3 separate regions of the Mus musculus genome follow, and regions 1 and 3 are each linked to region 2. A link is a contact called in public Hi-C and promoter capture Hi-C data. All regions are on one chromosome and are shown on one strand. Each heading gives the region's core, a stretch centred on a gene start, on an enhancer-like site or on the middle of the called end of the contact. The rest is flanking DNA. Distances are from core to core; before and after follow the strand shown.

Region 1 (3,113 bases), core at 300-2,799, 3.4 Mb after region 2:
ACCTTCCAAACACAGCAGAAGAGACTGTGGCAGCACGCACGCACAGGGCTTCCACAGGTCTGGAGCAGATGGGCTTTCAGCACTGAGAGAGGAAGGACACAAGCCCCTGTCCCTAACCCAGAGGTATCTCCCACTGACAATCACTCACAAATCAGTTTTCTACAGTGGAGCTAACTCACTGTGCAAACCTAAGGCTAGGTCCCAATTACCATATGGACAATGTAAGATGAGCTAACTTGAACTAACTCTGTAGCATTTTTGGACCTTTTTTGCCTCATAATTCTTTGTCAGGGCATCTTTTCCCCTCCTTATAGGTCCTTTGCGTATATATCTCCGTTTCTGGTTTTGCATTTTTATAAGCTTTCTGTGTGTATAAGCAGGTATGTCTCTTTCTATATGTGTTTCTTGAGCTTTTTCTTTGGCACTTTTTTCTTCTCTTTGTTTTGTCTTATTCTGATGTTTGTTTTTATTTTGCCTATCGCCTTCGTCGTCATCATCGTATGTTTGTACCCTAAATAAGAAAGAGAAAAAACGGTGTGGATTTGGGTGGAAGGGGAAGTGTTGGAGGATCTGGGAAGAGTTGTGGAACGAAACTGTAACCAGAATATGAAAACAAAAAAGTTTTGTGTATTTTTTGTTTTTGTTTTTTGTTTGTTTTTGAGACAAGGTTTCTCTGTGCAGCTCTGGATATTCTGAAACTCACTCCACAAATCAGGCTTGCCTCGAATTCAGATCTGACTGCCTCTGCCTCCCTCGAGCTGGAATTAAAGAAGTGAGCCGCCACCTCCCATCTTGAAAAAAGTTATTTTCACTTAAAAAAATTAAAATGTCATGTTTCTAATAATAATAATAACAGAATAAGAAAAACACCACTCCCTAGGACTGCAGACAAGGCAAAGGTGATAAGGTTGTCAGTAACTGCGTTCAGCGAGTGTTTACTACTTACAGAGCAACCAGATTGCACTGAGAACTACAACTCACGTTAGGTTTGTGCCCTCCTCGGGTAGCATTAGAATTAGAAACGCGGCTTCCCGCGCTTCAGCCCCTCGCAGGCTGGATAAGTATCTCGTGAATGACCGGTTCCTGCTACACACCCGTAAAGCTCCCAAAGGCGGTTGGGGAAAAAGAATCCCAGACCTAAGCCTGAAGGCACATAGCAACACTGAGCGAGGCGTCGGGTACCTAGAGAAGCGAGCTGTAGCACCAAGGAGCGGAGGGGCGGGACTTATAGGTGGCTTTCTGGAAAGAAGGGGGAGGTACTGTAGGCGTGGCTTAGCACATTTTCGTGAGGGTGGAGCTTAAAGGAGGGGCGTGGAATAAATGTGGTGTCTTGGAAAGAGGTGCGGATGGAAGGCGGAGCTTAACTGGATGAGCGAGCGGAGGGTGGGGCTTTGAGGTTCAGGCCCTTAGAGGGGAAAGTAGGCGGGGAATTAAATGGCTGGCCTGAATAGGCGGAACTTAGAGTCACGGAGGCGGGGCCGTTGTATTGCGTTTTCTACAAAGGTGTCCCTTTTCTCTTGCCGTAGTGAGAAGCCGGAAGTTCCTATGAGGCGTGCTTTAGAGTTCCGGGACAGTGCCGGCACCATGTGGGAGCTGATCTGAGGAGTTGTTAGCTGTCTAATCCTGCTGATATTCCGAGTTCAGGGTGAGGAGGAGCACGGTGCGGCTAGGCGCGGCCGTGACTTGGAACGGGTGGCCGGGTGGGCCGTGAGGTCGTGGTGCAGAGCTGGGGAAAGCTGGTGCTGCGGAGGCGTAGTTAACGCAATTGCTGTGGTGGGTCCTGGAGGGTCGGGGAAGCAAGTTTCTGTGTCCTCGAAAGGACTGAGCGCTGTATTGCCAGAGCATGAGCCCTGGCCTGCCATCTGTTAAGGCGCCTGACGTTTCCTAAAAACTTTTCACGCTGTTCGTTCTTAGCCGGTGTTTTGAGACATCCGCCTCCGTGCAAGATGACGTCCTTAGCCCAGCAGCTCCAGCGACTCGCCCTCCCTCAAACTGATCCCAGCCTCCTATCGAGACGTGAAGTTGCCTCTCTGTTATTTGACCCCAAGGAGGCGGCCACAATCGACAGGGACACCGCCTTTGCCATCGGTGAGCCACCTTTCACTTAGCAAAGCTCCCAGAGCATGATATCGGGGAGTTGGGGGGGGGGGAGGTTCTGTATTTTCTTGCCCCCCCCCCCGTTCGCTTCCCGAGCAGTACCTTGTTTTCTTGGTAAGGGGGTGGGAAACAGCAATACTGCTAGATGTGTGAATGTATTTATAAATAATGGTATCTGAAATTTCACAAACTAACTAATATGTAAAAAGGAAGAAAAGTAAAGAAACCGAGACAATGACTGTGGTGTGAGAGGAGACTTTCAGAACTAGATGTAGTTTTAATGACTAAAAAGAAGGGCTCGGGTGGAGTTCTTGTCATGAAGTACTTTCTTTTCTCCTAGTGAGTGGGGGTCAGATTTATCCTATATGTTAACAACTAAAGCCAGTGTTTGAGAGTGTCTAACACATGGTAACAGAGTTCATGAGCTTGGGGGTGAGGAGAACAGGAGAGTATCTGTTGGGTTTGCCTACAAAGAAGTTACACGTGACTCTCCTCCTAGGATGCACTGGCCTGGAGGAGCTTCTTGGGATTGACCCTGCCTTTGAACAGTTTGAAGCGCCATTGTTCAGCCAGCTGGCAAAAGGCTTGGAGCGCAGCGTCCAGACCAAAGCAGTGAACAAGCAGCTGGATGAAAACATTTCATCGTTCCTCCTTCACTTGTCTCCTTATTTCCTCCTCAAGCCAGCGCAGAAGTGTCTGGAATGGCTGATTCACAGGTAGCTAAACCTTCATTAGTTGCCAACACTTGGTAAGCTAGATTGCTTTCACAAATTTCAAAGGTTAACATGATGTTTAGAATGTCAAGTGAACATGCTCTTCTTGAATAGGGTGCCATTAGTTCCTGTCTAGTGTGTTTAGGGTTTAGGGGGTTTGTTTGTTTGTTTGTTTGTTTTTTGAGACATGGTCTCAGTGTGTATCTCTGGTTGACCTCAAACTCACAGAAATCTGCCACCTTCTTCCCCAAGTCTGAGAAGTATGTCATTGTCTTTGGCTAGTTTTGTTTTGGGGATAAGGTC
Region 2 (3,248 bases), core at 653-3,152:
CAGAGAGATATTTGAGTTCACTTTATAAAATGGCACAGTACTTGTGTGTAGAAGAATCCACATATATTTGTCATATACGGTAAATAGCTGTAACTATATGTAGGGAATGCTCCTTTAAAAAGTCTATGTGCATGGTGGCTCACGCCTTTAATCCTAATCCTAGAGGCAGAAATGTATAAGTTCCAGGCCAGCCAAGGCAGACAAAAAGAAAGCAAACAAACAAAAAAGAGAAAATAAAGTCTATGTACATTAAATATAGATGCAATTTTCAAATAGTGTTTTTAATCTGTGTTGGTTGACTCTGGATTTGAACTCATACAGAGGGCCAATTGGAGCTCACACTTCTCCATCATACTGCGGTGGGTATAAACACATTCAGTTATTCCTTCAGAAAATCCTTTTTTTTTAAGATTTATTTACTTATTTATTTATTATATATAAGTACATTGTAGCTGTCCTCAGATACTCCAGAAAAGGGCATCAGATTTCATTACAGACGTAACGTGGTTGCTGGGATTTGAACTCGAGACCTTCGGAAGAGCAGTCGGCGCTCCTAAACCACTGAGCCATCTCGCCAGCCCCCAGAATATGATTCTTAAAGACGCAGACTATTCTATGTGTTTCTATACACAGAACTTGGCACACACTTTACAAAAGCACCCCATACTCTTCAGATTGACTTTTTATTTCCCACCACCTATCTACACACATGCAAACTCATCTGCAAACAGACCTCCTTCAGGGCAACAGAGACAAAGGCTGCCTTTCCTAGGTCAATTATATCAACAAAGTTCCTTTGACCCAATGAACTCTATTTCCAGTGAAATAAAAAGTGTACGAGTTCCTTCAACATGCACTTGAGAAGTAGTGGCGACAGTCTCGTGGGCTAAAACAAAATGTGATTCCTACATGTAGTTTCTTTCCAATTATTACAAACGTGTGAAAAACGTATCAGAATGGATATCAGAAAGAGGAAGAAAGGAGAAATACAGAGACGTGTAAGGAAAACAACTAGTGGAAACATGGTTTTTGTCTTTTCAAGACAGGGTCTTTCAGAGATCCGCCTACCTTTGCCTCCCTAGTGCTGAGACTAAAGGCGTGCACTACCACGCCCACCAGAAAATACTAGTTCTTTACACAAGTTTTCAAAGCAAGCTCATTCAGAAAGGGGGATGTCGAAAACACCCACACTGCGGTCAATTTAACGATAGTGACACTGGTTCCTCTAACTGATTCTGCAATTTAATGCCCATGGCTTGCCAGAGAAACCGGTGTATCCTTTTAGGTTCTTTAGCCTACCTCATTCTCGACATTTGGGAGGAAAGCATCTTGCTACGTTACATAATGTGGGCCTGGCTACTTGCGTGCTTATAACCAATTGCATCTTTTAAGTCCAACGACAAAATGACAGCTACCTAAAATCTTTTTAGACCGTGACGTCACGAATCAAATTCTACTTAAAGGGGAGGGTACTCACACGACGCTCACCACTGGCCCCTTCAGGCTTCCTACCCTGCTCCTTACTGTGGCCACCACCCAGACACTTTGTCCCGTCGGCAGGCCACACAAGAATCATAGGCTCTGGAACGGCCCTGATGTCTTGGAGGGATTCTAGGGCTTAGGGTACCCAAGGACAGCAGGAGAGGGGCTTGGTTTCAGAGAGTGGGACTGATCTCCGAGGGTCGCGAGGACAAAGCCTAGCAAGCGGAGCTCCGCACTGAGGGCCGAGGGACTGCACGGTGTCCTCCCTCCCCCAGTCTCGGGGATACAGGCCTGGACCCTCCCTGGCGACTTGTCGGGGAAATGGAGATAGGCGGAAACGACCTCTGTCACCCCTACCTTGGCAGACGGCACCACCGTAATCTTCTTGAAGTTGTAATGCGCCATGCCGGCGGTGGAACGCACGAGGAACCAGGAGAAGCGGAGGACCGGACTTCCGCCGGCGGAGGTGGGCGGGACTTCCGCTATCCGGCGTGACACAACTTTGGCTGCCGGACTCAAGCGTTACATCATTTCCTGAATGTCCGCGAGGCGTGGCCCACGCGTCCGCCTAGACAGGCTTCTAGTCCCACAGCGTCCCCGCTCGGCCGGGAAGTCCGCCGCCAAGAGCCGCGGTAGAGATCTGCTGGGTTTAGAGGTGGGAGAGATAACCTTGCGGGGTGAAAGGGAGACTCCCGGCTGGCCACCTTGGCGGGGCTCTCAGGAAACACTGCCCTCACCCAAGCCGGCTTCGGGGCTCCAAAGGGTGTTTCCAGCCACCTCTGGGGACGCCGCGGCCAGAGCGAGTGACGAGCGGGAAGACGCAGCGCGGGGCTTCTGCATCACTTTGGTGTCCCTTGAGCAAGAAAGGCTGTCTGTCGCCTGGCAGTGTGGAAAGTTATTTATTCGAGTAAATTATGTTGACGGGGCTTCTGTTAATGGAGTAGACTGCATACTTCCAGGTGGCCCGAGTTTCCTCTCCTGACCTTGCAGTCTCGAGGTGGTTTGTGGGTGCTCCACCTTCACCTGACCTTCACCTGACATGGGCCAGTGAAAAAACTCTGCCCCCCACACAGCTGCCCAGAACCCAGGCACCAGACATAGACACAAAGTCTGATCCGTACAGACCTACATGGATTGAAGCCAACCTTCCCACTTGCGTTTTCCCTGTCAGTTTAATTAAGCCACCCATTTCTTTACCTTAATCCATCTACTCTTGCCTCATGATTATCTTTTAACTAAAAGACCCTTTCTCAGGTGTTGCCATCTTCTTCAAACCTTTCTCCCTATTTTTCTGTGACATCCATCATTCTGGTACTTGATGTCTAGAATGCAGTCTTCTTTGCTAATTTACCTTCCTGAGTCTCTCCCTAACTAGATAATCCTCAAGGTTCTTCCTCTCCTCAAAGTCTCCTTTCTCCTTTCTCCTTCACAGCCCCAGTGTGGACTACTTTGATAATACAAGTTGCTTTCAGCCTGGTGTCTTTTTTAATTACAATCAGACATTTTCAATCAGACTCCAGATATGTTAAATTGGGTATTTCCCAAGAGCATTTACTTTCTGCTTTTCTGACTAAATGCATCTCTCTGTGCTGTTGGAAAGGACAGTCTCGGGCTGGTGAGATGGCTCAGCGGGTAAGAGCACTAACTGCTCTTCTGAAGTTCCTGAGTTCAAATCTCAGCAACCACATAGAGGCTCACAACCACCCATAATGAGATCTGACACCCTCTTCTGGTGCGTTTGAAGTCAGCTACAGTGTACTTATGTA
Region 3 (3,211 bases), core at 695-3,194, 3.3 Mb after region 2:
TCTTTCATCTGGGGCCTCTAATCTCTAGATTGAACTGATTTGCTACATTTTATAGGCATCTGTTCACATATTATCTCATTTTTGAAATATTTTTTTCTCCCACTAATTTTTAAAGGCCAGAAGAGATCTGAGCTGCTACCAATTCACTGGCTCCTTTTATTCATTCTTCCATTAGTCACTCTTAGCTAAGTTCATAAAAGCATGCAAGGGAGAAACATGAGATCACTAGAAGCTGCAGCAGAAACTTTCTCACACACAGGGTCTGAGGTTATACCCTCTCCCTGACCATCTGCTGGAGGGATTTACTCTTGGCAAGCATTCCACCACTGAACCATATCCACAGCCTGGGACATATCCAGCTTTCAGTTCAACCTTGAAGTTCGGTAATCTTAGTTCTTCCTTGAGACTTGACAGTATAACAGTAAATAACACAGAAAGAAACAAAAAACAAAAGCTGGACACCAGTGGCTAAGGGTTTTTTAGGATGTTAAAGCAACGTGGTTGTAATACCAACACATAGGTGAGAGAGGCAGAACTATTTCTAAGCTACAGGTAAGGAGCCTAGAACTTGATGTTCACCCATGGAGGAAAGTGGAGAAGAGAGCAGGGCCAGGTGCAAATAGCCAACCATTTTCTCTCATTTTCTGCAAGGGATCACTATTTAATCTATTCTAAATTTTCAGAGGCTTTCTGCAGCAATAACTATATTCAATTACTCTTCTTTTTCTAAAAAGAAAGGAAGAAGCCTGAAGCCCTAAAAGACTAAATAACCATGCCGTAACTCTATGAAAAAGAGCGATCTTTTTTTATAGCAACAGCAATGTGCTGCCGGGCAATGTCCCACTGGTTTCAAGAACAATTCTACCAGCCCTATTTGTCAGATATTCACCCTCCTCCTAGGGCTACACACTATGCCACACCATACTCACTGTTCTGTCTTAAAAAGAAACAGGATCTCATGTTACCGAGGCTGGTCCAGAACTCATTGTGTTCCAGAGAATAGCCTTAGACGTAAACCCCTTCGAGTCTAGCTTTATGCAGAGCTAGGGATTAACTAAACCAGAGCTTCCTGTCCGCTGGGCAAGCACAACCTGATGTCCTTATTACTAATTCTCTCGACTCTACGTCTTACCTCACTCACACGTCTTATAGGAATCTCTCTCCAAATCTTTAAGACACTCAAAACTGAAATTATACTCCCTTTGTGTCTTTTCTCATTGTGGAGGCCAGAGCCACCAATATCCGAGTAATTTGCGATTACTATTCTGCCTTCCATCCCCACTCCTGGGTACTGAGAGTCCAGTCAGGCAACCGTCAAGCTAAAGCCAGAGTTTCCAAAAGTAAAGAGTAGAAAAGGAAATTAAAACCCCACGTGGTTCAACTGTCTAGGCTGCCTTACCGGCCTCCCAGCATCTGAACTCGTCTCGGGCAGACAGCTTTCCGTAAACATTTACTGAATACAGTTATATCATGCAGAACTTCCCAGGAGCCCCGCGGGAAGTTGTTGCTAGAAGTTGCAGCGCTAAAGGCAGCGCTCGTCGCTCCGCCACCGGACCGAGCGTGTGCGGGTGAGTGAAGAAAGAGACCCAGCAAGGACCGCGTCCCCCCCGAACTCCAGGCTGGGTCTCCGAAGGAGAAACTCCTGGAGAGCCGAGGCACCCACAGAACCGCTAGACCTGGATGGAGGAGTTACCGAGTGACAACAGCGCAGGCGACGCGCCGCCAAGAGTCCTCCTCAAGCAGGGAAGGCTTGATCTCCAAAGAATTCCACCGCGGGCGGCTCCAGCCAGCGTTTTCTGGCCTGACGAACTGACAAGATCCCCGAAGCTCCAGAGCCGACACACCGGGCCTCCGGGTACCGTGCCTCGGGCACGCGCTTCTTACGGAACTCCCAAGCGCAGAGCTCCCCGCTACAGAGCAAGGCCGCAGCGACAGACTAAAGGAATTGACGACGTAGAGACGGCCGCCGCCGCCACTGCGCCGTTAGCTCTCCGCTCAATCTAGCCTCCGGCAGGAGGGCCCGCCCCCTTCCCGGCATGTGATTGGCCCTCAACAGCTCCTCGCCGCCGTGTATAGGCTGTTGGTCGTTACCCAATCGCCGGAGGCTTTGCTCCGTGGCCCTATGGGAGATGTAGTCCTGAGTACTGGGTCCCTATGGAGACCAGAGCGTCTCTTCCCTGAGTTCTGGAAATGGTTCCCAAAGACCTCTCCAAGTTCTAGTCGAAAAATTCATACTATAGTATTGGCTCTCATCAGTGGTGGAGTATCAAGGGCCAGGAATCTGAAGTCAGAAAATTAATTGTAGCTTAGTTTTGCAGACACTAAATATCTTGTCTCCCTCATCCACAGAAAAGAAAGACTAGAATGAAAGTGACTATTAATTTATAGGCTTGCAACAGGGGTTAAAAAAAGAACCCGTGAGTACACTATGGAAATTATGAGGCACTATAGATGCTAATGGCCACACTGATACTAAACATTTACTGAGTAAAACACTCAAGTTGAGATACACACTTGGATAGCACAAGTGGGCCAGTAAGAACTTGCACAAATAATTAAACATGGAAAGAAGAAAGTAGGAAACATCCCAAAGGGTTTATGGTATTCTAAGGCAAATAAGTATCTGGGGCAGAGACGGGAAGATTCCTGGGTTTTGCTAGCTGCCAGTCTGAATGAAAAGCCAGTGAGCTACAGGTTCAGAAAACAATCCTGGCTAAAGAAATAAGGTGGATAGTGAGAAAGGAGAATACAGATGGTCTCCTTTGGGCTCTGCAATACAGGAGCTCATTTATCTTAGCACACAGACATGCATACAATGCACACACGCACACACACACAAACAAACAAAGTAGTTGGGTCTTAAAGGAAGGGTATATTTTTTTTAGTCAGAGGAAATACACAAATAAAACATAACATTTTTTTCCCTTAGGAAGATCAAAGTTCCCTCCAAACCTAATTTGATGTTTTATTACTAGAAGCAAAGACCAGCATGGCACAGCATCACTCCAGAGGAATTAAGGAAGCACCTTGGGCTGCTTCACTCACATTCATTTGAAGAATGGATACCCCCTACCTCAGAATGCTTTAGGGAGGGGCTGCTACCCTTACATGGTTCCTTATTAAATTTGAAAAGTGCCTCAAAAGTTTTGACACCAGAAAGACACCCCAAAAACATGTGTCTAAACTGCAACTTCAGGTGAATATGACTAAA

The links. Promoter capture Hi-C pulls out the DNA fragments that hold promoters and counts their contacts. Hi-C and Micro-C count contacts between places; a contact is called where the count stands out from the background.
Region 1: a contact with region 2 is called in a promoter capture Hi-C map of the HPC-7 cell line. The contact joins the promoter of Heatr1 here to the promoter of Gtpbp4 in region 2. A contact is called at or near these places in 3 of 39 promoter capture datasets (the HPC-7 cell line, cranial neural crest and pre-B cells) and 3 of 484 Hi-C or Micro-C datasets (LSK cells, extraembryonic endoderm stem cells and uterus).
Region 3: a contact with region 2 is called in a Hi-C map of uterus, with 5 times the contacts expected there. The contact joins the promoter of Mtr here to the promoter of Gtpbp4 in region 2. A contact is called at or near these places in 1 of 39 promoter capture datasets (pre-B cells) and 1 of 484 Hi-C or Micro-C datasets (uterus).

What each region holds. Positions count from the first base shown.
Region 1 is chr13:12,393,826-12,396,938 of GRCm38.p6, forward strand. Heatr1 (HEAT repeat containing 1) reads left to right here and starts at 1,550. Exons shown (of 45, transcript NM_144835.4): 1 at 1,550-1,645; 2 at 1,915-2,088; 3 at 2,597-2,813. The coding sequence starts at 1,947.
Region 2 is chr13:8,994,110-8,997,357 of GRCm38.p6, forward strand. Gtpbp4 (GTP binding protein 4) reads right to left here and starts at 1,903. Exons shown (of 17, transcript NM_027000.4): 1 at 1,840-1,903. The coding sequence starts at 1,887.
Region 3 is chr13:12,256,169-12,259,379 of GRCm38.p6, forward strand. It overlaps Mtr (5-methyltetrahydrofolate-homocysteine methyltransferase), which reads right to left and starts at 1,945. Exons shown (of 33, transcript NM_001081128.3): 1 at 1,694-1,945.